Regions from separate parts of the Mus musculus genome. Here all the other regions are linked to region 1. A link is a contact called in public Hi-C and HiChIP or PLAC-seq data. All regions are on one chromosome and are shown on one strand. The core of a region is the stretch at or near the end of the contact, and the rest is flanking DNA. Distances in the headings are between cores, read along the strand shown. Region 1 overlaps Pdpn (podoplanin). Region 2 has its middle 100 kb from the start of Mir7021. Region 3 overlaps Prdm2 (PR domain containing 2, with ZNF domain).

The links. A called contact is a pair of places that touch in the nucleus more often than the background predicts. HiChIP or PLAC-seq counts read pairs in DNA pulled down with a chosen protein or histone mark.
Region 2: a contact with region 1 is called in an H3K27ac HiChIP or PLAC-seq map of acute myeloid leukemia, with 4 times the contacts expected there. The contact joins two enhancer-like sites. A contact is called at or near these places in 1 of 15 datasets of contacts at CTCF or cohesin (embryonic stem cells), 3 of 484 Hi-C or Micro-C datasets (all in embryonic stem cells) and 1 of 115 datasets of contacts at active chromatin or transcription factors (acute myeloid leukemia).
Region 3: a Hi-C map of erythroblasts shows a contact between it and region 1, with 2.2 times the contacts expected there. The contact joins two enhancer-like sites. A contact is called at or near these places in 2 of 484 Hi-C or Micro-C datasets (erythroblasts and neutrophils) and 1 of 115 datasets of contacts at active chromatin or transcription factors (acute myeloid leukemia).

What each region holds. Positions count from the first base shown.
Region 1 is chr4:143,275,923-143,280,886 of GRCm38.p6, forward strand. It overlaps Pdpn (podoplanin), which reads right to left. Exons shown (of 6, transcript NM_010329.3): 2 at 149-285. Among named protein-coding and RNA genes, the nearest start is that of Pdpn, 21 kb to the right of the region's middle. Within about 2 kb of position 2,294, at least 176 of the 459 cell types and tissues checked have an H3K27ac peak or open chromatin away from gene starts, as enhancers often do. A contact at or near this core is called in acute myeloid leukemia, erythroblasts and neutrophils, where this site is marked.
Region 2 is chr4:143,032,692-143,037,655 of GRCm38.p6, forward strand. No RefSeq gene overlaps it. Among named protein-coding and RNA genes, the nearest start is that of Mir7021, 100 kb to the right of the region's middle. Within about 2 kb of position 2,645, at least 9 of the 459 cell types and tissues checked have an H3K27ac peak or open chromatin away from gene starts, as enhancers often do. A contact at or near this core is called in acute myeloid leukemia, where this site is marked.
Region 3 is chr4:143,103,703-143,108,666 of GRCm38.p6, forward strand. It overlaps Prdm2 (PR domain containing 2, with ZNF domain), which reads right to left. Exons shown (of 10, transcript NM_001081355.3): 10 at 3,689-4,964. Among named protein-coding and RNA genes, the nearest start is that of Mir7021, 30 kb to the right of the region's middle. Within about 2 kb of position 3,094, at least 26 of the 459 cell types and tissues checked have an H3K27ac peak or open chromatin away from gene starts, as enhancers often do. A contact at or near this core is called in acute myeloid leukemia, erythroblasts and neutrophils, where this site is marked.

The DNA of each region.
Region 1 (4,964 bases), core at 1,044-3,543:
TCTTGTCCCTGAATGAGACCCATGTCACCGTCGTGAACCACACCACCATTTCCTTGTATGGAGCTGTTTTCCTACATAAACATACATCACACCCTGGCATGTGACAGCCTGTTTTTAAGGCCAACTCCCCCTTTCCTTAGACACTCACCAGAGGTGCCTTGCCAGTAGATTCATTAAGCCCTCCAGTAGCACCTGTGGTTGTTATTTTGTCTTCTATACCTGGGGGCACCATGCCGTCTCCTGTACCTGGGGTCACAATATCATCTTCATTCACGCCTATAGTCCCTGAAAAAGAAAGGCCAGTCAGGGATGCAGTATGCAAATGACGAGGGCAAAAATAATTGGCTACCTACAGTCATGATTCTGTTTCCTACATTGTAAGATGTGGTCTTTTCTGTCCAACCTCTGTACCAGAGCCAACACCACTGTCCTTGTGGTGCCTCTGACACACACCATGGCCTGCTTGTCTCCACTTAGAAGCAAAAGAACATGGAAACACATGGCGAAGGTGCCAGCTAGATGCTCTGGCCATGGACATGTCTGCCCTTCCCTTTTTAGTAGAGACAGTGTCTTCCGTGGCTAATGTGCTCAGGTGGACAGAGTATTGTATAGACCAGAAAAACTCTATAGAATCATTTGAACAATTTCTAAACATACTGCCGGGGTCCATGTTCTGTCCAACAAAATAATTGTCTGTTCACTTTTTACAATCAAACTCAGGCCTAGCATTATAGCCCAGCAATGGAGCCCATGCTTGGAATGTCTTAATTCCCAGCACCAAATCATTAACCAGTTAAAAACAAACAAACAAACAAACAAACAAACAAACAAACGTATGACTGGTAAGATGGCCACAAAGACTTGGTTTGTTGCCAAGCCTGAGAATCTGAGATCAATCCTGGGACCCACATGGTGGAAGGAGAAAACCAATTTTGGAAAATTGTCCTCTGATGGTCACATATGTGCCATGACACATGTGATATATAAATATATAAGATGTAATCCAGAAATATATAAGATGTAATAAAATTTAAAAGTGTATCAACAAACCAAATCTCCATTACTATTTAATTGAGATCGCTGCTCACTTGGATAATTAAGACCGCTGGATCACTGACGTCATAGACTTCTTTCAACTTCTTTTTTGAGATGGGCAGGGCCCCTCTACATAAGCCCTGGCTGTTCTCTAACTCACCAGGGAGACCAGGCTGTCCATAAACTCACAGAGACCCACCTGTTTCAGACTCCTGAGTGCTGGGATTAAAGGTGTGCACCGCCATGTTACATATGGAGTATGGAGTCAGCACTATACTTAAAGGTGTTGAGATGCAACAGGATACTTAGTACCAAGAGCTAAACTTATCTGATGCAACTGTTCTAACATGTGGTGTGTGTGTGTGTGTGTAGGTATGTATGTGTTATACTGTGTGTGTAGAGTTCAGAAGACAACTTCAGGTGTCACGGTGGTTTGGATAGGAATGGCCTCCTCAGACTCATGTGTTTCATTGCTTAGCTCGTATGCAATGGTACTATTAGGAGGTGTGGCCTTGTTGGAGGAAGTGTGTCACTGTGGTTTTTGTGGGCTTTGAGGTTTCCTATGCTCAAGCTATGCCCAGGGTGGTGGTATACAGTCTCCTTCTGCTGCCTGCGGATTGAGTTGTTGAACCTCCAACGCCACGTCTGCCTGTACGCTGCCATGCTTCCTGCCCTGACAGTGGGCTAACCTGTCAGTCAGTCTCAATTAAGTGTTGTCCTTTTTATAGGAGTTGTCCTGGTCATAGTCTCTCTTCACAGCAACTAAACTTTAAGTAAGACATCAGTTCCCCACTTCCACCTTGTCTGAGACAGAGTCTCTTATTGTTTACCACTATATAAGTCGAGCTAGCTGGCTTGTGAACTGTGGACTCTCCTGTCTCCATCCCCCATCTCTCAATGGAAGCACTAGGGCCACAGATGGCTAGAGCCACTATAGCATCTGCTTTCAGTGGGTTCTGGGCTTTAAACTCAGGTCCTCGTGCTTGGATATCATGTGAGTTAGTTACTGTCAACCTGACACAAACTAAAGCCACCGAGGAAAAAAAGAATCTTAACGGCGAAGTGTCACTGCTTGCATCTGTCTCCCCAGATTCCATGTGCTAGATAGAAATCGAATCTCCACAGTCATTGAGTCAAACAGTGTTTGAAGCTGGGACCTTGGAAAGGTACTGAGAATTGAACGAGGTCATCAGGATGGGGTGACCAGGAAGTGACTGGTGGGTTAGTAAGAGGAGGGTAGATCTGAACTGACGCATGCACTCGTACGGCGACATCACATCTTTGGCAAAGCTATGCCATTACAACGGCACCGGCAGAAACAGTACTGTGCTCTTGAACTTTCCCACCTCCAGAGCCACAAGGAGAATAACGATCTACGCTTTTGATTGACGATCTACACTTTTGATTGACATGCTTTGGGGTATTTTGTTACCGCAATGGAAAATAGAGGGACTCAAACAGTGTGAGTAGAGTTGACAAGTGCCCTCCTCTGCTGCCTCTGACTAACCGTATATCAGGGCATCTGCTCTTACTTAACTCACGTAATCCTTTTCACGAGTTACAAATCTGACTCACTGGCTACGGGCTTCCTCCCTAGACTGGAGCAGCAATGGAAACGCCATGCCTAAATGCAGTTGCGAAAGAAGCACAGGCAACGAGAATGGGAGGGAGGGGTGCTTGGAAAGCGCCCTGTGTAATTAGAGAGCAGATGTTTTCCGGTGACGAGCCATGCTTCCCTCCATGCGTTATTCTCCCTCTGTTAAGACAGCCCAGCCAGGAGCATGGCTAATAAACATTTGATCATAACTCCAAGTGCTCATGCCAACGGGGTGGGAGGCCCCTGGAGGAATGTTGCTCTGTTTCGGAGGAGCCTTCTCTGTGCAGCTGGCCCTGTTCCAGTTGCCAACGGATGGCTTTAGATGAGCTACCTAGCGTAGGCATCCTTAAAACAAAAAACCAAAAAAAAAAAAAAAAAAAAAAAAAAATCTCAGGAAAAGCCTTAAAACCTTCAAAACTCAGTGCATACCAATAGTAGACCTCCTCTTGTGGTCATTTGCTACTGTGGGCTGAGGGCAGGGACTGTGACTGCGGAGTAGACGGATGTTTAATGTCCATTTTTCAGACAAATAATCCCTACTTAAAAGCTAAGCACCCCCAGTGAAATAGACACTTCTTCAGTGGCGTTGCCACTGGAAAGATACCCATACTTCCACAAGCAAACCCTCACCCACACTCCTGTAGGCAGCCCTATAGAATCTCACTGGGACACACAGGCGCACACACACACAGGCACGCACACACACAGGTGCACACACACACACACACACACACACACACAGATATGAAATCAGGAAGGGAGTAGTTTGTTAGTTTGGAAGAGAATGAAAACTTGAAGGATTGTGAGAAGGACCAGAAAGAGGAGAATATGGTTAGAACACACTTATATGTGTATATGAAAATGTCAAAATGAAACCCGGTATCATTGACATTTAATATATGGTAATAGAAAACATTAAAAAAACAAAACAAACAAACACCCCTTCATTCCCCTGGATTGAATTCAGTTTTAAACATCAATTATTAAAAGGTTTCCTGGAACCACTGTCAAAATCATTTTTCATCCCGTGTCTCTAACTTAAAACAAGCCCTGCTTTAAAAACAAAAGTTCTGAGTGAAGCTGGCTTCAATTCCTTCATAGAGAGCTCAGTTCACTGAGAGAGTAACTCAGTAAAAATTCCTCCTTGTTCTTTCCTCCCCTTGGCCCGCGGAGCCAAGAACTGAAGTCGCCCTGAATAGACAAAGGGTGTTTTATGAATGACCATGCGTGTCTTTTGTCTCCCTGGGCCAGCATTCTTTTCGGCTCCATGGGAAAGTTATCTTTACAAGATTCTCAATTATTTTGGCTGAAGGCTTTCCCCGGTGGAGAGCGTCGACCAGGCCAGCTGCCGAGTTTCCAGCCAGCAGCTGACATTCCCCTTTCTCTTTTCTTGTAATCTCCAAGCCGTGGATTGATGTCTTTGCACTCATGTGTCCTCCCAGGAGGTACACACCAGCATGCTGGCGCTCAGGGATGCACTTCGAGCTTGCATACAAATGGTAGGTAAGTAGAGAGTGAGGAATCTACAATTGCAACCAATGCTCTCAGTCTGGCTTGCCAGGAAAGTTCTGGAAACATCTGTGTCCCTTCCCAGTCACCTGAGTACACTTCCTGACACACTCAGCTGCAGCTGGCATGGGCATGAGACTCAATGGAATTTCTTCACAGGCCAGAAATCCATCCCTTTGGATTTTAAAGAACAGCAGTTTTGCCTCTATTCTTTAAAAAGGTAGGAGGCTGGAGAGATGGTAGGAGGCTCAGAGCACTTCCTGCTTTTGCAGAGAGCTCAGATTCAAAACTGCCTGTAACTTCTATCCTAGGGGGATCTGATGCCCTCTACTGGCTTCTGTGGGTACTGCATCTACGTGCACGTACACACAAAGACACACATATACATAAAATAAATCTTTTTTTTTAAAGCTGAGTATGTCCAGGCAGTGGTACGCCTTTAATCCCAACATGGGGTCAGCAAAGGCAGGTAATCCTCTAAGTGTGAGGCTAGCCTGATCTACAGAGCAAGCTCCAGGATGGCCAGGGCTACACAGAGAAGTGCTATCTTGAAGAACAAAAACCATAACAACAACAACAATAATACAGCTGAGTATGGTGATACACACCTGTAACCCCGGTCGGTGCTGGTGGAGGGAAGAGAGAGGGTTGCTAGAGCTTACTGGCCAGCCCGTCTAACAGAACTGGAGTAGTCAGTGAGATACCCTGCCTCAAAAATAGATGGAAAGTGACTGAGAAGAAAATAGACAATATCAGCCTTATATATGGGCGAGTATACAGGTCCACACACCCACATATGAAAATATACATATACATCACACAC
Region 2 (4,964 bases), core at 1,395-3,894, 240 kb before region 1:
ATACATACATACATACAAACACAAGCACATATACACATGATGAGAAACACTGACGAGTTTGTAAGTTTGTGGGTGAGGCTGTTTTGTTTTGGTTCTGTAGCTCAATCACAGGATTTTAAGTGTGGCTTTGTGGATGACAGCATGGTATTGTAGTATCAAAAGGTCGGAGATATTGCAGTCACCCTGGTCTAGAAGTGGCCGTGACCTCCACATCCAGCACATGTCGGGTGAGAGGAGAGGTGACCTCCTCCCAAGAGCAATAGTGGTAAACTGCAGTCCCATGAGCCAACTGCCTGTGGTATTCTGGAAGCTCTCTGCTCCCCCACCACCAGCAGCCTGTTCTGTGGTCTCACCTGAATCCCTCAGCACAGGCAGCTCCCTACTCCCAAGGCAGCCTCTTGTATCCATCACTGTGCAACTGTGGCTATTGGATACCTTTCCATTGAGCTCAAACTGGGTCTCTGGGTCTCAGGATCAAAGAAGGGCATGATCAGAGTGAAAACTCACAGCTAATGTCAGTTCCGTGCCCTCATTTCAGAAACGAGGCAGTGGGGTTCCAAAGGAAAAGCAGGCTCCACAGGTTACACTCACAGCTGTAACACAGCACACATCACAGGTACTCCAGCCTTGCAACACACACACACACACACACACACACATACACACACACACACACACACACACACACTCACACATGCACGTGCACACATGCAATAATATCAAAGAAAAAGGTTGTCTATTGAAGAGTTGGAGGAGACATGGGAGGGCCTGGAGGGAGGGAGGGAAAGGGGAAGTGAAATAATTATATTTTAATTTAAAAATTGTTCTTACTTTCTAAAATGTATAATAATAAGGAACCAAATAAACAATTGTGCTAAGTCATATGATAAAATGCATGTAGCCAGCTATAACTTTCTTAATTGGGGTGGGATACTGTCTCTGCATCATGGTTCAGAGCCAGCTCCGTAAGATAAAGCCTACAGGGCTGACATGCCCCATGAGGGGATTGGGAGGGCTATTTCTCCCAGAAGACATACTCTCAGCTGCCCACCCTGCCTCCTTCAGTTGACGAGGCCAGCACTGGATATTTGGGGTAAAAGAAAGAGAAGAGAGGAAGGAGGGTGGATTGGGGAGGAAGGAGAAAGAGAGGAGAGGGGGCAAGAGGGAGGAGAGAACACATCCCTCCAGAAGCTTCAGAAAGCTCCCACGCAGCCAAGAAGCTGCTGGAAAACCCTATCTGCATCCAGCAGACCTCAAAGTAGCAGCGATCCTGCAGGCCTGCAGGAATCTGGGTTAAGACACTACCCTTTGATCACAGCAACCAGGTCTGGCCTGGTTTGAGGTTCCCCTGGGAAACAGTTACCCAAAGTACCCTACTGATAACAACACAGCTTAGAGAGAAGGGAAGGCAAAGGGGAACAGGGCATGGCACGCCTTCCTTCTGGGAACTCTGGGCCTCCATTTCGCAGGGACTACTCATTTTGGAGACATTCTACAGGGCAGAAACAGGAGGCAGAGGGTGTTGGGACCTGCCCAGATCCTTACGGCTCCACTGTCGAGGTATAAATAGCCAAAGACATATCGGCAAATTGGAACTCAACCCAGCTGTTCCTATGGCTTCCATTAGCACAGGTGACACTGCGATGCCTGTGTCAGGGGTAAAGCCACACACTTTAGAGAGAGAGAGAGAGAGAGAGAGAGAGAGAGAACAGAGTTTGGCAGGCAGAAAAGTCTGGAATAAGAAATCCCACAGAGTCCAGGCATTGTCACTTTCTGGAGGCCAGCAGCAGCTCTCTGTTCCTCCTTCTCCTCCTGGGGTTTCCTGTTCCTCCCATCACTCAGCCACCAGAAGACCTCACAGTGGGCAAGATCCTAAGAACTAACTCCAGACCACAGCTCCTTTGAGAGTGAAAGTCACATGGCTAATAATTGTTCTGGAACCACAGACAGACCTTGGAGTGGTCCTAAACTCACAGGCAAATGTGCTCGTCCAACTACAAGCCAGATGTGGCTCCTCTTACTGTGTTGAGTGTGTGTTGGCTCATCTTAACTCCATATACCACTGTCCATTTCACAGATGAGAAAGGCAAGGCAAGACCTAAGATTTGGACCCATGCAGTCTACCTGCAGGTCCCATGATTGTCACCAGTAGGCTATGCCACCTGTCTGGGAGCCTAAGTATACTCTCTGATAGTGTCTGGTTGCCCCAAAGCTGGGCTTTATAAAGCCACGTACCATACTCTACCCTCTGCCAATTCCTTGGCTCAGGGGATCTCCCCATGGCATTGTAACTGCTGCTGCCAATCCCAAACACACACACACACACACACACACAGAGAGAGAGAGAGAGAGAGAGAGAGAGAGAGAGAGAGAGAGAGAGAGAGAGAGAGAGAGAGAGAAAGAGAGAGAGAGAGAGAGGGAGAGAGAGAGAGAGAGAGAGAGAACAGAGTTTGGCAGGCAGAAAAGTCTGGAATAAGAAATCCCACAGAGTCCAGGCATTGTCACTTTCTGGAGGCCAGCAGCAGCTCTCTGTTCCTCCTTCTCCTCCTGGGGTTTCCTGTAATGTCACCATCACAGAGGGCAATTCATCCCTTCAGACACCCCTGTAACACATAACGCTGACGTCATCCCCACAGCCAGCCCCAAGGGACTGAGGAGACATCTCAGTTGGAAAAGTGTTTGCCTGCAAAATGAGGAACAGAGTTCAATCCTGGACACCAGCATAAAAGCCAGACATGGTTGCCTGCTTATAACCCTAGTGTCTGGATGGGGTATGGGGCTCACTGGCTAATCAGTCTAGCTTAATCAGTGACCCCCAGGTCTCAGTGAGAGACCCCCGTCTCAAGGAAAACTAAACTGGATGGCCTCCAAAGAGGAACACCAGATGTTGTCCTCTGGCTTCCACATGTGTGTGCATTTGCACACACATGAGCACAAAAGAACAACGCAAGTGGACTGTGTCCATGAACCCGCTTGTCCATTGGCTTCTCGGTGGACTCGGCCAATAGGAGGTACACGGGGAGGTCAGAAGGCAAGAAGCAGGCGAGCTTGGTGGACATTTCCTCTTCTGTTCTTGCTATGATCCCGGGAAGCTTCCTCTGCTTATTAACACTTAGGTCCAAGGCTCTAACGCCTCCACCCTCCTGTGCATTTCCAGGTTGCCTCTCCCTTCTTACCTCCACTTCCCTTCACATCGCTATGAAAACCAATCATCCAAACTGAACACAAAGCCCACTTCCTGTCAGGACACGATAGTCTCGGGAGGGAACCAATAGGCAGCTAGACCATTCACAGACTCAATCTGGCAGGTAGTGTGAAGACTGGGAAAACAGATGCAGCCTTGTCCCCGTGGACCTGACGATCCAAGGAGAGACACCCAACTGCAGAGAAAGGACAGCTCTGCGGTGCTCCTGGTGAGCAAGCCGAAGTCGTATGATGCGGATCAGGAAAGGCACTGACCAGCCAGGGAGGTCAGAAGGTATACAGGACACTGTGGTGGCATTGTTTCGCCATCTGCTGGCACATAACTCAGTGTAAGTGCTGAGGCAGGAGGAAAGACCGCTTGTGGGCTGTAGAAGCTGCAGCTGAGGACACACTGTGTTCCGAGAGCTTTTTCATCCCAGAGTGTGGCCACTGTGGAAGAGGAGGCTCACACACACCCCAGATTAGCTCTTCCTCCTGGAATCCATGGCTGTTCCTAACCTGGGAACGTATTTTGCAGCTGGCCAGCTTAGAAGTTAAATTGTTACCCCATCACTCCACCCAGATACAAATGTTGAAATCTTGCTACCTGCTACTCTGAATGCCGCTAGCTGCACATTGCACTGGCTCCTTTACAGAGGTGACTGGGTTAAAGCCGGGTCACTGGAGCGGACCCTAACCCACCCAACATAACTGGTATCTTTAAAAGAGGGTAATGTGTAAACAGACACTCCAGGAAAAGTGACTTCATAATGAGATGTGCTGCCCACAAGCCAAAGAGAGAGGCCGGGTTAGACATTCACTTTACAACACTTTCTCCATAGACTTTCAGCATCCAGAGCCCTGTAACGAGACACTTCCTTGGCATGTGTGCCCCTTTTGTGGTATTAGCTACAATGTGTGCCCCTTTTGTGGTATTAGCTACAATAGCTCTGCTGGGTAAAGACAGCCGTGAATGTGATGACAACTGTGCTTATGGGAGGGTGGTGGAGGGATGCTGACCCACCCACACACTGAAAAGGAGCCAGGGCAGCCTCAGAGGCAGAGAAGCAGGTGGTGCAACCACTGGGAAGCAAAGATACATTTCTTCCCTAGAGCTCACGGGTGGGGGGGTGGGGGAACATAGCCCTGCTGACAATCTTCATTTCCAGTGTCTAGAACCATGACAGGAGGCTTTGCTGTAATTCACTGTGTATACGGCCATTTGATACAAAGGTGCAGGGAGACAATATGCTACCTCATTTTAAAGCATGATCTAACTTTGACTAGGGGAACTCACACAGCCTTAGTCAATAAGCTTTATGATGAAGGCTTTTTATATATATATATATATAAGTTTTCTACAACCTTCGAAAGTATAGAAATTCAAAGGCTGTGGAGATGGCTCGGTGCTTGCAAGCATAAGGACCCTAGTTTGATTCCCAGAAAGCACATTCAAAAAGCCAACCTGGAGAGCTGACTCAGTGGCTTAGAGTACATAATGCTCATCCAGAGGACCCAGGTCCAGGTCCCAGCACCCATATCAGGCTCTCGCAGCCACCTATAACTCCAGCTCCAAAGGATCGAACAGTTCTGGCCTCCACTGGCATACACACACACACACACACACACACACACACACACACACACATAGATACACACATACACATAATTTAAAATAAAACAAACCTTACCCAGAAAAAAAAAAAAACGGGTGTATTGTTCACTTTTCTGTTGCTGTAATAAAACACCATGGCCATAAGAAACTTAGGGAAGGAAGTGTA
Region 3 (4,964 bases), core at 1,844-4,343, 170 kb before region 1:
TGACAAGTAATGTTTCCCTCTGTCCTCTACATGCACACATATATATGTGCATACGTGTGTAGGAGGTATACACATACACTTGAAGACACCTGTGCATCCGTGTATGCATGTGGACCTGCACACAAGAAGAATCATCAGGATGTCAGAACTACGTTGGCAATCTCAGTCTAGTGTCTGGCTCAGCTCTGCAATGCTGGGCTCTGATCTAGGTCACTCAGCTCTGCAGTGCTGGGCTCTGATCTGGGCTGGTACTGCAAAGCCTGGCCTGTGAAACCTGAGCCTCTTCTATGGCCATGAACCTGACTTGGAACAAAAGTCTGGCAGCTGAGTGCTCTGTCCTGGGGGTGAGACTGGTCCCTGTGGCAACATTCCCATCTGCTGGAGAAACCAAACCTGTGGAGGAGGAAGGAACAGTGAGGGCAGGAACCAGCAAGTAAGAAATGTCTGTCGGCCATTGGTCCCTCAAAGGCTTGTGTCCAGTTCCTGGTCCACATCCACCTGCTGTGTGATGCTGGCCAGATCGTTCAACATCTCTAAGCTTTTGGTGTGATGGTAATTGATGCCCACAGAAATGGCTTGTTGGGAACTGCCTGGCACATCATGGGACCCAGAAGCTGGTCCCTTGCAATGGCACCCACCTGCCTAAACACTGAGTAGATATAGTCTGGATGCATTTCTTAGCTTGCCAAAACACCACCTGCAGAGAGGAGCCTTGGGACCTGCCCTGCCACACAGAGCCTGTCAGATGAGATAGAACTGCTGAGACTTGGCAAGATTCCCAAAAGCCCCTCCCTGCTGCTTCTATTCCTGTGGTTAAAATAAAGCCCACCATGACCAAAAGCAACTTGGGGAGGAGATGGGTTCATTCTGTCTTACAGCTTGTAGTCCATCATCCAGGAAGGGCAGGGCAGGAAGCTGGAGGCAGGAACTGAAGATAACTATGAAGGAGTACTACTTACTGGCTTGATCCTCATGGCTTGTCCAGCCTGCTTTTTTATATTTTTGGTTGTGAGCCTAGCCTTTAACAGCTGAGCCATCTCTCCAGCCCCCAGCCTGCTTTCTTATATGATTCAAGACTACCTGCCCAAGGGTGGCACTGCCCATGATGGGCTGGCCCTCCCACATCAAACACTATCAAGAAAATGTCCCCCAGGCTCATACACACACTTTCTCAGTTGAGGTTCCCTCTTCCCGAGTGACTGTAGCTTGTGTGAAGTTGACAAGAAACCAGCCAGCACACCATCTGGGAAGCAGCAGCAAACATCTGGAGCAACATCTTGGGGAGGAAACTCGGAGGAGCCCACGTGTTGGAGGAGGCAGAGGTACCGACTGAGTTCTCAGACCTGTCCAGCTGCCTGTAAGTTATGCAGAGATCCTGGGTTGCTGCTTTTGTGTGCCATAACGCAATGTGTCACCTGTGCTATGGTGAACTTTTCAGAGATACAGCTGCACACATCAGTCCTGTGCCCATAATCCCTCACCTATGTTCCTGCTAGCCCCATTAAAAACTCACTAGTTCATCAAGGCCAGCAATGGCCCCACAGTTAAGAGCACTCCTGCTCCTGCAGAGTACCCAGGTTCAAGTCCCAGGACTGACATGGCAGCACAAAACCGTCTGTGTCTCCAGCTCCAAGGGATCTGGTGCCTTCTTCTGGACTGCCCAGGCTCTGCGTCTGTGTGGTTCACAGGCACACATGCAGACAAAACACCCATACACATAAAATAAAAAATTTAAATATACAAAAACAAAATCTCATCTGCTCACCAGGTTAGACTTCAGTGTAGTCCTTATTTATTTATTTATTTATCTATTTATCTATTTATTTATTTATTTATTGGTCTGTCCTGGACTCCCTTTCTGCGATGAGTATGTGTGTGTGTGTGTGTGTGTGTGTGTGTGTGTGTGTGTGATCTCTCCCCAGGAAAAGTCTGTCACACAACATTGCTACACAGAGAAATTACTTCTGGTGACCAAGATGGAGATCAGCTGAGACCTGATTAGCATCAGCCAGAGTTCCTGCGACTCCTTCCCTTCTAGAAAACCCTGATGGCCAACTCCAAGCGCTCTCAACACCCACGAGGCAGGCTGACCTCCTTAGCCGCTCTCTTTAGCATCTCAAATGCTCTACTTTCTCCTGCATGAACTCAGCTGGCAGTCTTCTTGCCGCCACCACTGTGGGGTTCCAGAGTGAGACCTGTGTGAACCCAGCCCTGAAGTCCAGGACCAGGGATTGAAGGTGCAGGCTTCACCGTGTGAGGAGGTTCACCTTCACATTGCTCCAGGGTGGGAGGTTGTATGCCGTGGTCAGTCCTGCACGTGGGTGGAAGTGAACACGGGATCAGGTTGAACCTGATTTCAAGGTATCTGAGGTTTTCATATGAGAACACCACTTCTTCAATCCCAGAGGATGTACGAGTGTGTCCGGCCTTGTACAACCTCTGGAAGGGGCTGAAGAGAACAAAATTAGGTGGAGCTCTGCCCGATCCTTGCCTGTCTTAGCATGAATGACCAACTGACACAGCATAAATATTCCCCTCTTAATTGAGTCTCAGTGCAGTCTGTGTACTTATCAGGTTGGCACAAGCTATTGTCTTCATTGATGTAGAACGGCCAAACCTACAGTGGGCTCTGTAAGAAAGCTAAGCATGAGCCTGTGAGTAAGCCAGCATCGTTCCTCATGGTTCCTGCCCCGATTTCCCTCAGTGATGGGTTGCAACCTGGAAGTGGAAGCCAAATAAACACACTCTTCCCCAACTCACTTTTGGCCCAAGTGGTTTTGTTGTTGTTTTGTTTCTGTTTTTGTTTTTTAATCACAGCAACAGACGGAAACTGGAACAGTACCCCCACTTAGGTGGGGCTGATGTAGCTCACCTCCTCTCCTGACTTGGGCCTGGGACATTCTGCTGACACCACTGGTTCTCAGGTCCTTGGACCCAGACTGAATGGTACCCTTTGCAAAGCTTCTCAACACCATGCTTGCAGACAAGCAGATCATGGTGCCTCCTTTTCCATATATGGAAATCTCCTCCTATTGGCTCTCTCTCTCGGGGGTGGGGGTGGGGGTGGGGGGTGCTGATCTGCCACTTCTGCTTTTTAAAGAGTGTTCAGGTGAAAATAGAGAACTCTGTAGAGAACTCTGGACTCTCTCTCCTCATACAGTATCTGGACATCAGAGAAGTTTTGCCCATAACATAAAACAAAACACTGATGCGTGTTCTTCTGTAAGTCTACTGCATCCAAAGCAAATTAGCTCTCAATAAACAATGGGGAGGTGGCCCGGGAGTTAGGAGCATGAGCTGCTCTTGCCAAGGGCCCAGTTTGATTCCTTGCACCCCCATGTCAGCTCACAGCCATATTTAACTCCAGATCTAGGATATCTAGCATCACTGTTGGGGTGCAGGGCCCCCCCCCCAACACACACAGGAAGACGACAGCGTATTGCAATCACAAGAGACTGACCAGCTGTAACTGAATATGGTAACATACTATCTGATGCAAGGGAGAGTGACTTGAAGCTAGAGAAACCTTGCCCAACCCAAGGACGTCCCCACCACTGGCCTTCTCTAAGCCTCTGGTTTCTTTCATTCCTAAATCAGAGCCTACCCCACCTTTGCTCCACCAGCCCACAATCCACCAACTCGGGAGATGAAGTCTGAAAACGGAGAATGAGCGTGCGCACACTCGGGATTCACAATCGCTCAGCACTTTTATTGTTCACTGTCTTCACATGGCAGAATACTGAATCTTCTTCACTGGGACGGAAATCCGCTAGCTTGGGAAGACCGCCACTGACCAGGAAACACCTCGTCTGACAAAACTTTCTCTTTGTTTTCCTGACAATCTGGGAAGTGTTGAAGGGTGACCCAGCACAGTTTGCACATGCAAAGAGAGGGAGGGAGGGAGGGAGGGAGGGAGGGAGAGAGAGAGAGAGAGAGAGAGAGAGAGAGAGAGAGAGAGAGAGAGAGAGAGAGAGAGAGAGAGAATCCCCCACGAGCCCAGCAACATTTTCCAAGTTTGACTGAAAGCAGTTTGCTAAGGCTTTGGGTTCGTGCGGTTTTTCCCGGCTGCAGGGCGTGGCTGGGATACAGTGCACGCGACCAGCTGTAGGACAGACTGTGTCAGTGGGGTTGGCGACAGCCATGAGTCCATGCTTTCGAGGACTAACTGCAGGGTGCGTAGAAGGAGAAAATTCCAGTTGAAGAAATAAAAGAGGGGCACGCCAGAGTCTGGCTGGGTGGGTAAATCGGAAAACTGTGACACTGGACGTTGATGGATGTTTTCCTGCCCATGTGAGGGTCTCCAGGGACCCTTTTTCCTGGACCAGTCAGTCCCCTTACTGCAGCCAGTCAACTGATTAATTAAATAACACATGTTATAAAACTTTAAAAATGGGGCATTTACAGCAGGGTCCATAAATACGTGCTTTTAAAAGTGTCTACATACATATCTACAGAGTTGCAATATCAACCATAGTAGCCCTGAAAAAGACAGCCCCTCTCTTGTGTGACAACTCTCCCAAGTTCTGTCCTCCCACTTTGACAGGTAGGGACCAGATCGGAGCTGAGGAAACATTACCAAAATCGTCTCAGGCATCCTCCGCCCCAAAGGCACAAAACCCAAGGACCTCAGTGAGCAAGGTCCGTGTTTCTGCCGGGCTCCAACTGTCCACCACAGCAGAGGTCAGAGGTCAGCCCTGCCCTCCCCTGGCAAGCGGTTTTATGGCATCTGAAAATCACCCGTTCAAATCCTCCTGGTTTTTGTTTGTTTGAACCCATCCATATACTTTTTATTTCCCTTTTTATTATTTTTTTTCCTTTGCTTCACTTTGCAGCTAACTTGCAAGGGTCAGATGCTAATGGTGTAGTGGGTCCCACCATGGGAGACAAAGAAGGGCACAGGAGAGTCACATCTCCACCCCAGCGTCCCTAGACACTGCTTCTACTAAATGAGAGACCAGGTCTGA